Linked DNA regions of Anser cygnoides: region 1 is linked to region 2. Evidence: chromatin contacts called from public Hi-C data. All regions are on one chromosome and are shown on one strand. The core of a region is the stretch at or near the end of the contact, and the rest is flanking DNA. Distances in the headings are between cores, read along the strand shown. Region 1 overlaps PROX1 (prospero homeobox 1). Region 2 has its middle 110 kb from the start of PROX1.

Evidence for each region. A called contact is a pair of places that touch in the nucleus more often than the background predicts.
Region 1: a contact with region 2 is called in a Hi-C map of liver, with 8 times the contacts expected there. The contact joins two enhancer-like sites. A contact is called at or near these places in 2 of 7 Hi-C or Micro-C datasets (both in liver).

The regions. Positions count from the first base shown.
Region 1 is chr3:20,322,389-20,326,019 of Taihu_goose_T2T_genome, reverse strand. All of the region lies in intron 4 of PROX1 (prospero homeobox 1), which reads right to left. Among named protein-coding and RNA genes, the nearest start is that of PROX1, 36 kb to the right of the region's middle. Within about 2 kb of position 1,554, at least 2 of the 3 cell types and tissues checked have open chromatin away from gene starts, as enhancers often do. A contact at or near this core is called in liver, where this site is marked.
Region 2 is chr3:20,178,449-20,182,085 of Taihu_goose_T2T_genome, reverse strand. No RefSeq gene overlaps it. Among named protein-coding and RNA genes, the nearest start is that of PROX1, 110 kb to the left of the region's middle. Within about 2 kb of position 1,710, at least 2 of the 3 cell types and tissues checked have open chromatin away from gene starts, as enhancers often do. A contact at or near this core is called in liver, where this site is marked.

The DNA.
Region 1 (3,631 bases), core at 305-2,804, 140 kb before region 2:
TCAGATGGCTTTTACAACTCTGATTCACAAAATAAAATACCCCCCCCCCCAAGCTAGACTCAGATGCCTCAAAGCTAATTGCATGCAATGACTTCAGGCATCAGAAACAACTGTTTTAGTTGGATAAATGAATACGCAGACCTTTCTAAAGTTATTCTTCAAAAACATTAAGCATACTTCGTTCCTTGCAATTTTATCTGCGTGAATTTTTTTTCTTTAAAACACTTCAGGTTTTTGGCAGTGGCAGTTTTGAAATACTTTGTGCCAACAAGATGCTTAAAACGTCTTTGAAACCTTTTCTTCTGCAAGTGCACAAGCCTCGGAAGTTTAATTCATTTTTATTTGAGTGTCAAGTATTTTTTAACCATAGAAGAAATTTTATAAAGTTCCTAAACTTCTCCCGCCAAGTTTCCTAGAGCAGGGGATAAACCATTCACTCACACGTCACTTTCTGCAGCTGATTGCTAAACTCTGTCCTAAAGCAGACGAGCTTCTAGCATGTTCACAGGGGCAATGGTAGCAATCCCAGCATGAGGCTTGAAGCAGAAAAGATACCCCAGGAAAGGAGACAAACAGGTGAAGTACTTTACCGAGCATTCATTCACCCTTGCGCACACATGATTCCTCTAAACAAACTCTCCTATCCCTGCTGTTTGTTAAGTAAATATTGATCAAGGAGAGACGTATCTCCTGACAGCGGTAGCACAAGCTGGGGACTTGTACTGCAGACAGAGTGGACTTAAACGGATAAACTCAGATGCTGCAGTAAGGCCACCCAGAGATTACTAGATAAGAAGGGAAGAAGTCAGAGTTGGCTTTCCTTTCCCCTTCTGGGGAGGTCGGGGCTTGGTTACATGGCACCTCCATGCTAGAGAGAAAAGCCATCTGCCCCTAGACACAGTTGTAAAGCAAGAAGCCTGTGTCTTAGGTGCCCAAATGACTTCATGTTTTTCTCTCTTGCCAGCTGATGCATTAATATTGCATGCAGTAAATGTGGAGTTTAAGTCCCTCTCCTTGAACACATGTGGGAGGCTACCAAGGGGCAGCTCCTCAGCGATGTAAATTTTCACTGCTCCATTGGTTTCAAGGGAGAGTTTACATCCCCCGAGGCCGGTCCACCTCTGCTTGTTCGGGGTGGGGGGCATGCATTTTTTTCCCATTTGTACTCAGATCAGCCTGTTTCCTGTGGTGCCTGTGGATAACATACCCAGCAGAAGTTTAGGTTTGCATGTTGGTTCTCATAAGCAAACAGTGAGGATTTTTTTGTACTGATGGGTCTAATGGCAGCAGAGCTGCGGAAAGCACTAACAAAACTGTCAAATCATTACTGGTTGTGATTTCTTTTAAAATTTCAGCAATAGGTAACAGCAACCTCACTGTAGTAAACTACCAAAATTTGGGTGGTTGTTGGAAATAATGCAAGCACTTCTTGGAGCAGATTTGCGAGCCCTCCTCGGGGACGGGATTGAGAGCCTCCGAACAACGCACAAGGCACCCTTAAAACTATTCGCTTGGCTGGGGGCAGAGGGAGAGGATCAGACGCCGGTTTTCAGTACGGGGTCCCATGTTTAGAAGTACCAAGACCAACGCAACCGTTCTAATATTGTAACAGCGTCAGACAACTGCTTGGCTGTAGCGCACAAAGCTGAAGATCCTTCAGACAGGGACAGCTGGGCTAAGCTCGAAACCTTTTCTCATACGATGTCTAATCTGCGTTAAACTTCAGCTCCATTTATACGATTAGGCTGGCCAGAGCGTACCTACAGACTTTGCCTGTGGTATTGTGCTGGAGTCTGATAGTGTGTTGTATTACTAATGTTCCAAGAGTAAACACACTTGTAGGAAACAGCTATAGTTCAAGGCTGCACTTTAAAAAAATAAATGTTTCATCAGTCTTAGCAAAGGAACAAACGGCAATAACACTCTGTATCATATTTTACAAAGCTTCAAAAGAACAATGTCCCGTTGAGTGAAATTCAGTAGCATTCTGTAAACATTAATTTAAGGAAATCAATAGGCTCTGTGAGCTAAAGCCATATTGCAAGATAAACTGGCTGGAGTGCTACTTTGTCAAACAGATTTTAGTTTTCTCGGCTAGATAAAGATGGTTTCAAAATGGGGTAACGTGTTGCAACCAAGGTTTGAAAACTATGTGGCCTTCAAACAGTCTGCTTGTTCCTACTACAAAGCTGGATAAACATACTTTAAAAATGATAAGATTGGGTCAGGATTGATTTTACTTTCAAATTTTATATAAAGTAGAATTCTTGGTGAATGTTTGTTTGGATTTTTTTGATCCTAATTATGAGCAGAAATAAATAAGTGCAGCACAGACAACTCAAGATGTCAGGCTGCCAGCAGAAGTAAAATTACCAAGAGGTGGCTTTTTTTTTTTTTTTTTTTTTTTTTTTTGCAATTGCAGGACTTCATGGATTTAAAAAAATCTTTATTCATGTTGACCTGGTGGGCAACAAGTCGCAATGCCAAATAGGAAAGCCAAAATCTCTCGTGGACTTGGGATCAGAGGTCTTCAGCTGGTGAAGGCTGCTCACGTTGCAGAGCGCAAGGTCATGGGGAGGGGAGGTAAACAGGCTTGGGGGGGGGGGAGAGGAGGAGGCCAGATCGCTCTTCGAGCTCTTCTAGGTGGATGGTCTGGGCAGTGGCAGGAGAGGGGGGCTCCGCAGGGAGCCTCCTAACCCCAGGAAAAGACATAAAGAGCATCCATTATGGCAAGTGGTGGAGAACCTCTCTGGGATGACTAGCGAGTCCGTACTGGGGGAGCAGTCTCACCATGTGCAGCTCCAGGTCAGATGGCTTTGCAGTGTGTGTGCAGTGGTCTGGACCAGCACGGGTGCAGCAAAGGCAGAAGGTGATTCAGGGGAAATATTTCTGCTAGAAGACCTTATGCAAAGAACAAACTAGATGTGCACATGCACTCTAAAGTTGGGGTGAGAACCTGACCTCAGCTGACAATGGGAATGAGATCCAATGTAAAAGAAGAGCTTTGGGGCCACTGCACAACCTTCTGGGAGGAGATGCTTGAGAAAGTCTACGTACATCACCTATACATGGCCCCGAGTCCCTTACTCACACGATGAAGATTTAAGCCTGTGGGCTTTTGGGGCGAGCTGGCACCTAGACGTGTATTCCCATACTCACAGCCTGTCATGGAGAAATCCTACAGAGTGGTAGTCCCTTCCCAGCCTTTTCCTTCCCCTAAGGCACCAACACTGGGGCCAAGCCAGAAGTAACGCAGCAAGGCACCTAGCTAGTTCTGAGGCCATTTTCCTGTGGCTCGTGGGGAGGCTGGTGACACTGGGACACTGGTGTCTTTCCCCATGTGCATCCCACTGAGCCAGTGACCCCCCAGTAAATGAAGAGCTAGAGGCAGCTCATTCTCACCTATCCCACTCACCTACCTATCCCCGAGGCCCTCTGCAGAGCAGGGACTTCCACAGTTTGCAGCTGCAGGCACCGATCTGCCACTGTTTTCCAGGCTAACCCTGCCCAGAGCTGCTCCTGCTCTCTCAAGGGCAGCGTGTGTGCAATACTGCGCTGGTGTCCCGGTGTCCTGGCCCCTCGCACGTTTACCCAGCCCTTCCCCTCCCCTCGCACGTCCACATGCTCTCCT
Region 2 (3,637 bases), core at 461-2,960:
GCTCTTGCTGCCTGCTGCTCCCCCTTTTCAGCAGGCAGCTGGCAAGCCCCAAGACATTCCAGTTTGCTTCCCCTGAAAGGGATTTTGATTTTAGTTATATTTTCTGCAGAGTTCTTCCCAGGGAGAAAAAAAAATAAATAAATAAAATAAAATAAAAAAAGTAATTTTTTTTCCTCAATTTGAGGGGAGAATGGGGAGGGATAATTTCAAAATGACCATTTTTTCACAGAAAGGAATTCCTGTGATTTAGCCCACTCTACCTTATACTGAGAGGGAAACAAACAAACAAACAAACACACAAACCCTATTATTTCTTACAATAATTCATACATTATTAAAAGTATAGTGCAGAAAATAAATGCACCTGTGGAGAGGGCCAGCAGAACACCACTGGTCATGTTTAAGATGTATTTGGTGAGCACAGTGCTGCCTCGTTGAGCACCAGCAGTGCCAAAGTCCTACCCAAAAGTCCCAAGGAGCCCTGTGCCTTTGCCCATCACTAGGCAATAACTGGAGAAACAGATTTCAATCAAATCTTGTAAAAGCAAAGAGGAAGTGTAACCGGATTGACAAGATTTAGTCTGATGCAGTTTGGAATGGCTGACTGATAAATCCTAGAATTCAGGGATTTTTATGGAGTTGGTCATAGACCTTTAAGTATAACACAGTGAATGTGTCTTGCTATAACATAGATCATAAACTGGCAGCTGAGCTCATTTCAGGCTGTTTCACAGGCTGCAAAGCCTCTTCCATTGTGTGTTTGTGTGTATTTCTCACCCTTCCTGAATGTGTTCAAGTTATCCTCTATTTAATCCGCGCTGACTACCAGCAGTAGAAGCTGTAGCTATAATGATGAGAGGAAAACATATAGTCACTTCCTGACTCTCTAAAAAGTGTTTAGCCCCAGTAATGAGTTCTGGAGGGCGTCCTTTGAGATTTCACACACAAACACACACAAAAGCGCTCCTATTGTTGCAGGACTCATTATTCTTCAGATCTATGCAGATTTTTCTAAAAGAAAAAGACCAAGAGTTTTGAAATCTTTGAATAATTAAGTTCAGTAAATCAGATAGATGAAAGATTTCAACAAGCACCCTTAAAGAAAAAAAAAAGTTAAATTGCATTTGTCTGCATTCCAATAATCCATCCGTGATTATCCTATAGATACTGTGCAGCGTGTGATACCAGTATTGATGAAACACCAAAATGTAATGGTGGCAGCGCAGAACAACATCAGCAAAGTAGAAGAGCAAATACGACTTTAATTGTAGGCTCTCTATTATTATTTTATAGTGTAGGCTTTTCGGATAATTTATTAATACTAACAAAGATGAGTGATTTGGAGACTGCATATTTTTTATTTCTAAGGAGTTATTTTATTTGATAATGACATTAAATATTAGAAACTATAACAGCTGGTGTGTTTATCCTTACTTGAGTGTATTAACCTCTTTAGCCCTTTTTTCCAGAAGAAGGATTCAGCATTACAGATTTGACTGTCAGCTGCAGTGCCTGGCGGCCCGTTGGATTGGCATCCTGACAGAATCGAAAGTCCAGTGCTGCAAGTAAACATGGATGACATTGCAGATAGATAGAACTGGCTGACTTGAGGCACCTGCAGCTGTTTGCACCAGAATAAAAGCAAAGGTTGTGGTCACTGGAGTGGAAAAACACTGAATTTACCTCTAGTTATTTTGCTTGGGAATTTCCCCCCCCCGCCACCACCTTTTTTTTTTCCTGGTTGTACATTTTGGAACCTTTCCACTAAAAGCACATTAGGCTGAAATACCTAAGTGAAAAAATCCACCAGACACCGGAGGGTTTTATAACCTATATTTCTCCCCCCCTTTTTTCTTAAATTCATTGAACAGTTTCCCCACCAGTTTCTCCCTGGTAACAACTAGCACTTCTCCGGTGTGAATACTGGTTTGCAGCAAAGGATGCAAACACTGAATAGCCAGAAATAATTCTTAGCAGCCGATTTTTTTTCAATATTGAATAGCCAGAAACACTTCTCAGCAGCTGGTTTTTTTTTTTTTTTTTTTTTTTTGTAAACTTGGCATTCGCACAGACTGCCACAAGTGACAGAACAACAGCAACCCAAACCATTTTGTTCTGTAGAAAAGCTCTTGATCTCTTAAGCATTCCTGCTTCCCAGGACAGGTCCCCAAAGTCCTTAGAAACAAGGAAGGCAGCACTGGAACTTAATAGCTGCTCTCCCTGGTATCCTCCTATCGATCAAATTCCTCGCCAGAATATTCATTTCTGTAGCATCGCGGATCTCAGCGTGCTTTACAAACAGCAATTAATTGCCATAATCCCCGGTAAAGGTATTATATCTAGTTCACCAGTAGATAAAGTGACGCACAGAGAGCTTGGGGGACTTGCCCAAGGTCACGCTCTGAGCCAGCGGTGATCCGGCAGTAAAGACCGGAGGCTGGGCGGCTGGCGGGGCGATGCGGTGCTGTGCCCGGCTGCGCAGGCTGAGCCGCGATCAGCAGCCGAGCTGACAAGGGGGTGGCAGAGGTAGGTACAGCAGACACGAGGTGTTTGATGGCTGGTCTCTTCCCCTCTGCCACCTGCATCCCTTTACAACATCAGATCATTTACATTTTTAAAGAAAGTGTATTCTTTTTCATCATGGGCCGCTGGTGAGCCTAACGCTATCTTTTGTGCGGCACCCCCGCTAACAGAGGTGGCGGAGTATCAATCACAGCTTTCCCTGGGGTCATACCTTACTATGCTGGCTCTTGATCAGAAAGAAGCAGATGGTTATTTACAAATAAAATAATCAAGACCTCAAGAAGGTTGCTTTTTTTTTTTTTTTTTTTTTTTTCCTCCCTTAAACCCTCCTACAGATGAGGCCAAAATAAGGTAAAGTTGCTAGTGTCCCCCTCTGCCAGCTTTCAAGGACGCTGCCTGTCCTACCAGCACCTTTAAACGCGTTATCAGTTAAATTTGCCAAAGAAACGTGTGGCACCTGACAGAGTAGAGTTGCCTTAGATTATTCAGTGGCTTTCATGAGAATCTGGCACTTAAACCACAATGTGAATTACTGCTAGATTATTGTGCAGGAATATTGTTATCTGCCATACACTATGTGTTTGCAATCAGTTCTTTACAAGCAATGCACAGACTGCCTTTGAATCTTTTTCAGTAGCCATGGTCACCCTCCTTCTTTATTTAGTGTTAAGTGTTATTCACTTAGCAGTAAAAAATGAACAAAAGAGAAGAAAGCAGGTGCTCTAAGTTTACTCTGCAGCCAGCTGTCAGGAAGACATACTTTACTTATTTATTTATTTTTGCAGAACATAAAGGGGATTTATTGGAAGTGTTTGGAAAAAAAAATATGAAGCATACGTTCAATCGGTCCTTTTTGTAATCAATAAGGTTACTGAAGCAGAAAAAACTATAATGAGTTGTCACAGAATTTGAATTCCCACTTGCTTCCTTTTACATGTATTCAGGCAGAAAATCATCATGGAAAGCTGAAGTTGGGAAGCAAGGTCTGGCTATGACTCTTGGGTTGGGTTTGTTTTGAACTTACCAGGTAGCATTTCACCAACAGCTTGTTGAGTGTCAGGGACACGCACAAGCTTCTTGTATGGGCAGGATAAGTGACGGTCATGGAGGTGCA